2 separate regions of the Drosophila melanogaster genome follow, and region 2 is linked to region 1. A link is a contact called in public Hi-C data. All regions are on one chromosome and are shown on one strand. The core of a region is the stretch at or near the end of the contact, and the rest is flanking DNA. Distances in the headings are between cores, read along the strand shown.

Region 1 (6,290 bases), core at 1,914-4,413:
AAGTTGGTTCCATAAATCGCATACAAATAGCCACATGGGAGTGTTTGTAGCGTTCGAACAAAGCCACAAAAGCAATGGCAAACAAAAACAGGAAGCGAGCTAATTACATTCCCTGAATATGTGTTTGTTTTTCTAGGGGGGACAGAAAACAATTTGTTGGCCAAATTATCTGCTAAATTAAGCAATTTCAATTCAACAAACGCCGCCGATGCCACAAGATGCTCTCTCTCTCTCTCAGGAAACCTGAAACCTTCAAATCCTCGGCGATTTGGGTCCGCTTTTTTTCCCCACCTCACCTACAGACTCACACTAATGCCATCGGCGGAGTGCTTATGTGTGCGTGAGGTGCGGCAAGTGCTGCACAAATCGGTTGCTAAGTAGCTCATAATGGCCGCGCTTGCCCCTAAATTTTCCCACTGGGAGGCCATCCTGAAGGTCCCTCTTCCGATCCTGTTTAGAAGTTTTCCGAGAGCGTGGGTGTATCACCTCAATTTATGTTTTCCGACCAGCTGCTTAGGTTACTTCCTGTTGTACATTCCCTTTCATAAAGCAATGGAGCTTAAACATAAATTGGAAATTAGTGTATTAAAGGCACTGCTGATTGATTTTCTTACGGCGCGGGCAACAAGAAGGGTTAAACTTTACCAAATGCCACGCATACAAATGCCGGCTTACAACTGTTGCATGTGTGTGCCGTACGTGTGCGCAGGTGAGCTTGTGTGCGTGAGAACTTTTGATAAATGCAGATTTTATTGTAATTCAATATCAATTTGTGTGTATGCGAGGGCACCTGGAGCTCACTGGGCACTCCTCCAATATTGATATTTATACACAATTTTATGGCAAACACTTGAACTGGCCCAAAAAAGCGAATTACGGCCGAGTCAAAAAAGCCAAAGAGTTTACGGCGCGGAGATCCATTTCCCGGCTTTTCCGCCTTTCAGTCGAGTGCCAGGCCACATTAATCAGACAACTACGGCGGGCAAATTACATCAGTTTTGTTTGCAAATGCTGCCATTTAATTTAATGAGACATCATTATGCCAAAACTTTAATCTCATCAGCAGAACTGGCTGCAAAGGCAGTAGTACGGCGGCAGCAGCGCAAAAAATTGTAATTATTGAGGCAGCGCCTTTTTCGGCTTCAGACAGCCGGTGCACTGCAGAAAATAATCTATCATTCCAAAAAAGAAATTAATAGTTAATACACATAACACAAGACAGATGTACTAAAAAAACACTTTTTTCACCACATTTTAAAATATATTCATTTATTCAGATATTTAAAATATGGCTTTCCTTTTGCAATGAATTAATTTGGAAAAACAGGGTGCAAATACATGTGTGTTTAAGTGTGAAAGTTCGTGGGCGTTGGGCGTGTCGGTCTGCTGTTAATGATGTTTGGCAACTTCAACTCCGGACGTCACACACACAGATACATGACCGCAGCCATACACACATACAAACACACACACACTCACGCGGAGGACACCTTCAGCATCCAATTAGCGGCAAAACGAGTTTCAGGATCTCACTCACACATGCAAACACTCGTATGCCCCATCCATCTGGCGTCCCTTTCCCACCGCACTCGCACTCTTTCTAACAAGCACTCGAATCGCTCTTTTTTTCACAGGGCAAACGCAACTCTCATATGTTTCGTGTGCTTGTGTTGGTTGCTCCCACACACACACACTCGCCTTTGTGGAGCGACAAACAAACAAACAAGCCAAAAACAACAAACAAGTAGCGTGCAAAAAATGAAAAATGGCAACACTTTAACTTTTGAACGCCGTTTCACCCACAAAACTCCTGGCCACCTCTCCAGATTTCAGCTACCTGCCATCTTTTAAATGCGATTTTTTAGCCGAGATTATTTCTGCTTGCGTTGTACACTTGGCGAAAAAACGAGGCACAATACAATATTTACAAGTTATTTTTCTAGGAATATAAAAAGCATTTTCAATGAACATCGCGCATCCGCCGTGTTGCGCAGCAACAAAGTTTATGGTACGAAGTAATAAAATAATACTTGCACAGCACTTCTTGAACTGATTATGTTGAATTGAGCGACTTAAGTTGATAATGAAATAGTATTTTTACTCAGAATGTATATATAAATTTTCGTGGTAGAATGTTTGTGATTGGACACAGGCCACATTTTATTTAGGAAATAACTGCAGATAACTATTTGCTCTCTTTTCTGATTCTCCGAATAAAGATTTAATAAATAACTGGCTAACTGCCTAAGGCTTTAGTTTTCAACTTCTGGGACGAAAGTTCGCTTCAAGTCTTAAATGGTAGTCAATCCAAGGGAGCAGACCAGCTACATTCGTAAAGACGATGAATGTATTTTCGACAGGCTTTTGACTTAACCAGTTCACAATGCCCACCTGTGCGTACTTATATGGATATGTAAGTATCCGACAAACCAGAGGAGCCCCACCGTCTCCACTGCAATCTATGCCTTCCAGACCTTTCCCACAGATTTGCTGGATGGGCAGCTTTCGAGAGCTACACATACCCATGCTCAAAAGATCGACCTGGACCGTCTTGAGAACGGTGGGGTAGTCCGTCGAGTTCAAATATACTTTTCCCCAGCCGTTGAAGAAGCAGGATCCTTTTTGAATACCAGCTTCTTGTAGGTACAATGGGATTAAATTAATGTTGGCTGTCATCTCAAATGCGGATACCAGAATGAGTAACGCCATGTTGTTTTCGGCATTGAATCTGTTGAACTGTTCATGGGAGACTATATTCAGCACCTCGAGATCCACGTGCTGCTGGTCAGCCGTAGTCGAGGTATCCCATTCGCCAGCTCGCACCACCAGATCATACTTGGTTGTTCCATTCAGAATATGAGCGGCAGTAAGGACCACATTTGGATTAATCAGAGATCCCACTCCTATATAGCGAAACAGCCAATCCCTCTGGTCGAGCACAGAAACCACCCAGGGAAATGTCGCTCTGGGATTACTGCCATATGTTTCACGTCGTATCTGCATGCGTATTTCCATTTCAGTATTTTTTATATCTATGTACAAGTATTATATAAACTAACCTGATTGTAGTTAAAGTATTGACTATTCACAAGGCTGATTATCAGTGTCGTGAGAAACGCAAAGTATAGCGACATTCCGCAACGAGTGTTCGAATCAAAATGAAATCGAGTACTTAGAACTTACCCTGCGAACTCAGCACTCTGCTTATCAGTAAAATGCGTCGTTTTAAGAATTCCACAAAGTATTTTGAGATAAATCACTTGTATTATAAAAAATATTCGCAGCATTCGTTATATTATTTCACAACGATCCAAGCAAATGCAGTCTAATTTCTCTCAGCGAACTTTTCTTTCGCCTAAGTGTAACTTTTTCATAATACTCGCAGCTGAATACAAAAAATGAAAAGAAAACATAACAAAAACTAGTTGAATAGCGCATACATATGTGCGAGGAGTCAACAAGCGCACGGTTGGCAGAATGAGGCAGCAGATTCCAATTAAGTTTTAAATTTTTAGCAGACAAGCTTATGAATGATGGCGTTCACTTCGATGGCAGCCCACTTGGCAGATGTCCAAAAGGTTTGCTCTCACTTTCCTCCTGCCAAATGTGCTAATCATTTTCATTTGCTACGAAATAGCCGAACAAATGGTGAGCTCACGAAACAAGCGGCGCCTTGGTCCTTTGCAATGTTACCCCCCCCCTTTACCCTCCTTTCAAGGACTTTTCCGCATGCATTCCCAAGTAGTTGAACATGGGAGTGCCATTATGGGAAGTAATAAACAAGAAATGGAATAACTGAATTGTTCGGATAGAATTGCAGATGCCCTTTGTCCTGTGATTAGCATTTGTTGCACAAGTCGAGTGAGGCACAGCAGAGCACATATATTCAGTGCGCTTTCTAAATAGATCAATTCTGTGACAACATTTTTGAAAACGCTTGTTTTAGAATATCAGTACGTAAATCTTAAAGCTCAAGATACGAATGTACCCAAAGAGATATATAAAACACAAAATATCTGTAAGATACAAAAGCATCAGATTTTAAAAGTATCTCTTAGATACAAAAGTATCCATAAGATTGGTAAAGTTTGAATTCCTAGCAAGTTGGCATCTCCAATATCCAGCCCGCCACGATTCTCCGCACTCAACAGATGGTTAAAAGCTTCAATTTGACAGCCGTCGGTTCAAAAAGCTCAAACCCGATTCATGGGGGCGCCACCCGTTCTATTCCAAAGCATACAAATGCCTCAAGATGAAACAAAAACAGAAAATAAACAACAAATACGCATGTATGACCTTCGCACAAGGTGACTGGGGCAAAAAGAGAGCGCCAGTGAGAGAGAGGCAGTGAGCGAGCGAGAGCACAGGGAGCAGTGCAGGAATACAGCATAGCTAAAGTGCGAGAGAGACAGCAAAATGCACCGGCGAGATAAGAACCGCTGCATCAGCAACGCACAGTGGGCGATATGGTCAAAATATACTGATAAAAGTTATTATCTGTTATTGAAATATACAAAATTTTCATTCTTAAATGATTAATATAAAAATCGAAAATTTAATATTTAGTTGTATAGTTAAAAAACAACCTATATTGTTGTATTATATCCCCTAGATGATAATTCGTAGCAGTTGATACCCAGCGCACCCACTGTGCGCTGGGAGTTGTTTACAAGGGGAGCAGCACGCTGAGAGAAAAGCTCTGGCGCAAAAGCTATCTCCGAAAGTATGCCGAAAGTATAAAGTGAGAATCGCTCCGGATTTTGCTGCGAACGGTCGTCTGTTCAGGTTCAGGTCTGGGTTGTGTCTATAGTCTCCGTCTCCTCTTCGCTGTCGCACACGCAAACGGGTCTACGCCACACACACACGCGCACCCACGCAACGGAATCAGAGAACTATATAGAGCCGCCACAGAGAAGGGACATACATAACTAGGACACCATGTCGAAGCCCCAATCCGACGCCGATCGGCGCAAACAGATCTCGGTGCGCGGGATCGCCGAGGTGGGCAATGTCACCGAAGTGAAGAAGAACTTCAATCGCCACCTGCACTACACCCTGGTCAAGGATCGCAATGTGTCCACCCTGAGGGACTACTACTTCGCCCTGGCCAACACCGTCAAGGACAACATGGTGGGCCGCTGGATTCGCACGCAGCAGCACTACTACGAGAAGGATCCCAAGGTGAGTTCCGCGCCCATCCAGGCCACCCACTTATTGATTTAGTCCGTGGAATTTTCCAAAAAGAAGTGGTCGGACCACCTAACCTAACTTTATCCGGGCTCTGGAGTTCTTAGGCCTGATTATCCCTTCCTGCGGCAACCAAAACTTTTGAAATAATTTCCTTTGAAATATTTTTTCCTAAATTTCTTTGGCTATTACGACATTTTTTTCGGCCTGCTCCATTCTCTTTTATTCGCTGCTGATTTATTCCCCGATGCGCTTTGGCCAACGAATTTACAGTGAACACTCAGCCAAAAAAAAAACTAAAAATTAAATGGGAAACGATAAACGTATTCATAAATAACTGAAGCAGTTTTGCTTTTATCCCAAGTATTTCCACTATGTCTTTTATTATTATAAATGAATATTCCATGCAACATTTCATAATCCTATTTTAATCCTTATTTTCTAAAATTCTAAAAATTTCCGAATGCTCACTGTTTATTTGAAATTTCGGCTTTTACTGCATTTCCCACGCTTTCGTTGTTTTGCTACTACATAATTGTTTCGTTTCATTTAATTATTCGCGAAATTGCCAAAAAGCAAAGACTGCAATGGGATCAATGCCAAAGAAGTAGCGCCAAAAAAAGGTGTGACACTTTCACTGCAACAAATTGCAGAGGTGCTGCAAAAAGCCGGCGAATTTATCAGCCACCCCCTTTTTACGCGCCCACTTGACAATTTTCCCCGCCAGCTGACGAAGCAACAAAAGCTTAAAAATAGCTCTGCATTTAGCAGCTGTCGCCGAGCTACTATAGAAGTAGCTCTATCCAAACATATTGATGAGTTTTTAGTAATAAGTTTTCCTGGGGCCATGGCGATGCAGTTTAAGTAGGGCAAGGGTGCATAATAAGTGCCCCCTTTTAGCCACATCCATCAGATACACAATATATGTATATACATACATATGTACATGTATCCAAACACGTGCCCAAAGCGTGAGCTTTCCATTTGCAAATTTGTCAGCATCGGCTGCTAAACATTTTTGTCCTTGCTGAATGTCAGCTTAAATCACTTTCAATTTCAAGCCCACCAAAATGTATCTATTAATTTTCCATTGACTCGAGCAA
Region 2 (6,126 bases), core at 2,392-4,891, 360 kb after region 1:
TACAGTGGCCTGAATGTCATTGGAAATATTTTCAGTTCGAGCTTTTTCATTTCATGGGGAAAATTTCAGCATTTCGCTGGTCAAATGCCATTAAATTGAGGAAAATCTTAGAGATTTTATTACTTTACTACATTGGCCAATCTGTAGAATCAATTCTATAAACATTCTCTATCGTTGTTTTTACAATTGATTTCTATAATTTGGTATCGGTTAATAAGGTTCTTAAAACATTCCTTTTCCTGCCACTTCTTTTTCCTACTTGTTAGAATTTTCATTTACATCATCTTTTCTTGCAACACCAATTCAAACCAAAGATGGGCTTTCAGGGATAATTTAACGCTCTTCTTTGATGGACTTGGCCTGCCTGGCTGCCAGGCTGCCTGCCCGTCTCCCAAGGAAGCGACATTCAATCAGAGCTGCAGTGCTTCGAAAAAATGCGCCTAGTGCTCCAGTGCGCTGGCTATGCCATCGACAGCGACTTGCCTCGCCTCGATCCATTCATAGTTGGCCAGGGATAGTGCTAATTGCTGGGTGCTGTCCCTGCCAGCTTCTGCGCCTGTCCCCAAGTGCCGCGCATAGTTGTCGCCCCATAATTGTGGCACCGCCGCCGAAGGCAGCGGGCATCGGGATGGCTGGGCCATCATCGCCTCAGCCGTTGACTGGTTGTCTGTCAGCTGTCCATCAAAGCGTTGCCAAGTTGGTGTTAATGGGTGCCTAGAATGCGAGTACCCCTGCCCGCCGCCAAGCTCCCATTCCAGCAGCTCTGGCACCAGCTCCCTGGGCTTGTTGTACACGAGGCTACGCATGTTTTTGCTTGTTGTCCTTCGGGGATTAAGCGTCAGGTTGGAGTAATTGCCGAGTGCTGAGCTCTGGCTCTGCCGTTGCGTTCGCTTGCTTCTCTTTTTTGCCTGGCATTTAATTTATTTTTGGATATGCTTAAAGTAAACGAAAGAAGCCACACAGACACCCATGCACATGCAACCAAAACCCGGTCCACTCCGCTCAGCAGCAATGGAATCGGAGCAGCCGCTCCTAACTCGTCGCCGTCGGCGACTGGATCTCGCCGCCCAGGGCGGAGAGCTCCTTGAGGAACTGCCTCGCGTTGGTCAGCGTGGAAGCGCCATAAATGATGCGCCGTTGCACATTGGACGTTTGCTTCTGTTTGATGAAGTCCACCAGGTTCTGGTACTCGATGTAGTTGCCTCCGCCGACCATGAACACCACGGCGTCCTGGAATGGAGCACGATTTTTGGGCAGGACCTCGCCACCTTTGAGCAGCTTTGGATCCAGATAAAGGTAGTCATCCGTCTCCGCATTGCTGCGGCACTCCATCACCTGCTCGGTGATCTTGGTCACCGGAAGATTCTGCAAACAATTTTGATATAGAACTTGAATTTGAATTTGGAAAGAGAAACTCACATGTCGCTTGACCACCAGATTCTTGACGCCCTCCATCACGAAGGAGCTGCCCTGTGAGACGAGTTTAGTGAACATGGACACAGTCTTGGTGCCGCCACCCTCGTACTGTGTGGCTTGGCTAATGCTCGGCGAGCGGTTCATGATTCCCTTCCATCGTTGCACGTACGCAAGGGCAGTTAGGTCACAACCGGCAGCCTGCAGCGCCTCCTTGAGCCGCTCCTGCTCCGATTCGGGTAACTGCTGGGCGCAGATAAAGTAGATGATATACAGGCGCAGCTTGTCCTCCGCCTGACCAAACTCTCCATCTCGCAGTAGGTCCAGCAGCGGTCTGTCCAGTGTCTGCTTCGACATGACCTTCTCCTCGATCTCAAAAAACGAATCCAGTCGTCGAGCCTTAATGAAGTTCAGGATTGCAGTGGCGATCTTGGTGTGCATGTCGATCAGTCGCTTCTTCTCCATCAGTTGGGGCAGCGAATTGACGGCATTGGTGAGCCTGGCCGTTGTGTCATTGACCAAAGAGAATGCAATGTCCGACTCGCCCTCGATACCCATCGATGTCTTCAAGCGCTTGATCTCCTCCTCGGAGTTCCGATAGGATTCCAGCTCCTCCTGGATGGCTTCGGCCACCGTGGGAAATGGACTGCCCTTGTGCGTCATCCAGAAGCGGTCGTTGCGGTCCAAGTCACAGGCCTTGGGTTTTTTGCGGGCTCCTAAAGAATAGGAAAACGTAGTTGGTGAGTCTCAGTTATTCAGCGCCTTGATAAAAGTAATTTTACTTGCCCGCACTAGCCGTCTCGTCCTCCACGTAGACAAGATTCAGTCCCAAGTCCAGTACATCGTGCACAAGCGCCTGATACGACCAGGTGTGATGGAGCGGCGTGGCTAAATCCATGTTCCTGTCCAGCAGCAGGAGCACAGGTCTCTGAAAGCTGAACACTCCGCCGCCGGCTTGCGTGGCATCCATGTGGAACAAATTGGCACGCGCATCCCAAAGGTTCTCGCGCAGCTTCTTCTCCAGCTTGCGTGCCACCATTTCAGCGGCACTGTTCCGCGGACAGCGGATGATGGGCACATTGCCCAGGGTCACAAACAGGGCGAAGAGCGAGTCTACAATGGAGTCCATCAGGGCCTCCATCTCTTCATCGCGGGTGTTGGCCCGGTTGATGGCGTAGTATGAAAGCTGATCGCTCTGCTGGTGCTTTAGGATGAAGAAGTCATCCTCCAGACTGATGAAGTTCACATACTGGTCGTAAACGCGATGGATGTTGGCCACGCAGCCGGCATGCAGGGCTGCGGCGGCCAGATTCTCGATTTTGCTGCGCGTTATGGGAGCTAGGAAGTTCAGGTGGTACACGTCGTACAGTCCGCTCGAGAAGTCCTGCTGAATCCTGTCCAAATTCTCGTCGGTGGGCAGGCAGAAGTATATAGCCGGCACATCCGGAATGGAGTCGCGATCCGAGTGCAGTTGCCTGGAGGTTAACCAAAGCTATAATTTCTGGATTCCTGGAGGATCTCGCACAACTTACACATGCAGCGTCACGCCCAACTCGCGCAGCTCCTTGATGGAAATAATGGGCGATATGATGTCCTGGCCAACGCGATCGTAGATAAGGATCTTCCACACGGGCTCGGCAGCTAGGGCTTTCGGCTGCTGCGAGTTCAAATTAAGCATCTGCTTAATGGCATCTGCAATGATTAATATGAAAATCCATTAATTAGGTTTTCCCTTCAATGGGGGCATTGTTTTCATAGTTTCTCACTGATTTGGCGCTCCCGCAGGGTCAGCATTATATAGTCCGTCTTTAGCCCGTCCTTCTGAGTTAGTTTCAGTGGATTTTCAACAATCTATGTCCGTTTTAGCAGCTGAAAAACATATTTTACAAAAAAACAACACGTCACAAGCGACGGCGAGGCAACGCGTTTTGGGAAATTTTAGTGCATAGTACAGGCATCAGCTGTGCGGCTGGTGTGAACGTATGCAGTGGAAATTCCAATATGAATATTTAAATACTAAATGAAAATGAATGTAGTCTATTTATTCTATAGATATAGATATGTGTGCCAGTGTAATGCAGCTATATTGGGTTGGTATATTTTCTACAATCGAAATTCGTAGGCTCCTGTTCGAGAAGGTTGGCAGCACCCTTTGGGATTACCGCACGGTCACACCTGTCAGCTGATTTCGAAAAGTCACGTTTCAGTCAGTTTCACCATTTTCTGCCAGTTATTTTTCGTTCGTCGACGCGAGTGGTTCGTTGTGCTTTCTTGTGATTTTATTTAAAAGTTGTCGGATCGCAATGATCTTAAAGGAGGAGCACCCACACCAGAGCATCGAAACTGCCGCAAATGCGGCAAGGCAGGCGCAGGTCCGCTGGCGAATGGCGCATCTTAAGGCACTCAGCCGCACTCGAACACCAGCGCACGGCAATTGCTGCGGTCGCGTCGTCAGTAAAAATCACTTTTTCAAGCACAGTCGCGCGTTTCTGTGGTTCCTGCTGTGCAACTTAGTGATGAACGCGGACGCATTCGCCCACTCCCAGCTGCTCATTAACGTCCAAAATCAGGTGCGAAATCGCAAAAAAAAATGGTTTAAAACACTTAAATCCCAACAACGCAAAACGCAACAACGACAAACAGCGACGCTGGCAGCGCTGCCCATCTGATTTTCGAACATCTCATTTCGAAAATTTGCGCGCCAAAACAAAACAAATTTAAAACGCGGGAGAATGAGAGAGCGAAAGAGAGGTGCTCAAGACAAATAAACAAATCTGCGAAAACAACAAATTAAATATTAAAAAGATAGTAATTCAGTGACAGTTATTACAGCTATGACAGTAGAATATGACAAGTATATGTATCTGAAATTTAAAATTTGCCTAGTCATATTGTAAAATACGCCAATATATTGCTTTTAGAATTAGCAAGGATTCGGTATTTCATAAACAATGCTTAGTTCGTTCTTAAGAACACGCAGTTCATCCAATAAGTTGCAAATGTAAAGGATTGCACACACGCATACACAGCCCACGTTGATTCGTGCAGCACACATGTGCACAACAAATCATGTCCCCTATTGATTTATGCAAAATACAGGATTCTCCGAATGGAAACATGTTCTGTGAGCTTGTACTTCGCCGATATCTAATTAGTATACCGTTAAGTAGGCCAGATAATCCATCGATGCCTGATGACCATAAAACAAAGCTCTATTCTATATGCTTGCAACGCCATTATGTACATATGTATGTACATGCATATGTCGCAGCGTTGACATTTTCTTGTGCCTGATCTCCCATGTTGAGTGAAGCGAATTCCAACCGGCGTGCGCGATCGTCTGTATGCAACTGATCGTATTTTCTACGCATCGATCTATCCTTTACACACGCTAGTGTAGTCCAACTAGGCGACAGCGCGACAACGCCGTCGCCTCACTCGTAACGGTACTTTGACGCCAGTCATATTCTTCGTGATAGTCAAATTCTAAGAATGACCTCTCAATATACCGAACTCATTGCGCAGCTGCGTCTTGCAAGCACAGTGGTCAAACCATGGTAATAATATGACAGACACGTACAGTGGTCAGAATACATCCGTAATGCGACATATACATATGTGCAGTTCAATGCCAGTATTGAAACTTTCACTTGCCTGTCGTTTCGTTTTTCCACTTTAATATTAGTTGGGTTTGTTTGACTGCCTCAATATTGACACTTTGCTTTCGGCTTTTCCATAAATTTTAGATTAGCTGGCCGAAAAAGCACCGGGCTTGAAATGAAGGCAGCCTCTCTCTTTCTCTCTTTCCCTATTTCACTTGCACACAGCGTATTTTCGTACATCTTTGTTTACATGTGACATCCTTCATTGTTCTCTGCGCTCTGTCCCTGGCCCCAAAATGTCCTGATGGCTCTCTTCCTTCGCTCCTCCATACTTCCTCTTCTCTTCTCACTTCTTTCGGCTATTCTTTGTTTACATGCGCCCTTGTGCAAACACACGGAAAACCCAGCAGAAACAAGAACAAAGCAGAAAGCATAGTTGTTGCAAGGGTCGAATCCCGATATACCCTATGAAATCCAGTTCTTAATCATACTAGTTCTAATAGTTAATTAGTCGACATTCTGTACCAGCTACTAAATGACATCAGTATTAAGATATCTGTAATCAGAGCAGTGAAATTAGTCTATACCAGGGTATCATAACAACAACATCACCCACATCCAACAAATTGGTTCATGTACACGTGTTGAGGGCAAATACTGCTGCTGTTGTTGTTGAACTACATTTCCAGTTGTCGTGGAATGAGGAGTTGGCTCCTCCGCTCTCATCTTCATACCCAAAACCCATCCTTCCCTTTTGCCAAAACCCATCCCACTCATCTTCGTTTCGTTTTCGTTGGCCCCCATGCTTGTCTTTTTTCTATTTTTCAACTCTCTTGACTCTAATTTGGTTCATGGCCGCCCAGCTTCAGGAGCTGTCATAGTTAATTTAAGTCCTGACAACGTAAGGAACCCCTCTGCAACATCTCGTCACTGCCTTTGTGCCGTATTAATATTTTAGCTGGCTAGGGGAGGGATGCCGAGAATGTAATTTAACACTTGTTGCTCTCTCTAATCCGTTTCATTTCCTGTTTTTCATTTTTTGCAGGGCGGCGAGGTGATCCAGGAGAGTATTACCTCCAACATTGGCGAGGACCTGATAACGCTGGAGTTT

Evidence for each region. Hi-C and Micro-C count contacts between places; a contact is called where the count stands out from the background.
Region 2: a contact with region 1 is called in a Hi-C map of the Kc167 cell line, with 1.9 times the contacts expected there. The contact joins the promoter of oaf here to the promoter of CG4259 in region 1. A contact is called at or near these places in 2 of 107 Hi-C or Micro-C datasets (the Kc167 cell line and the S2 cell line).

What each region holds. Positions count from the first base shown.
Region 1 is chr2L:2,126,074-2,132,363 of dm6, forward strand. CG4259 reads right to left here and starts at 3,164. Exons shown (of 2, transcript NM_001272975.2): 1 at 3,060-3,164; 2 at 1,236-2,997. The coding sequence starts at 3,134. The coding sequence ends at 2,260. Glyp (Glycogen phosphorylase) reads left to right here and starts at 4,740. Exons shown (of 4, transcript NM_164453.4): 1 at 4,740-5,181. The coding sequence starts at 4,939.
Region 2 is chr2L:2,489,314-2,495,439 of dm6, forward strand. oaf (out at first) reads left to right here and starts at 3,642. Exons shown (of 4, transcript NM_175949.1): 1 at 3,642-3,983; 2 at 6,061-6,126. The coding sequence starts at 3,717. It overlaps Slh (SLY-1 homologous), which reads right to left and starts at 3,358. Exons shown (of 5, transcript NM_001144297.2): 1 at 3,180-3,358; 2 at 2,946-3,105; 3 at 2,200-2,888; 4 at 1,420-2,129; 5 at 1-1,365. The coding sequence starts at 3,207. The coding sequence ends at 1,033.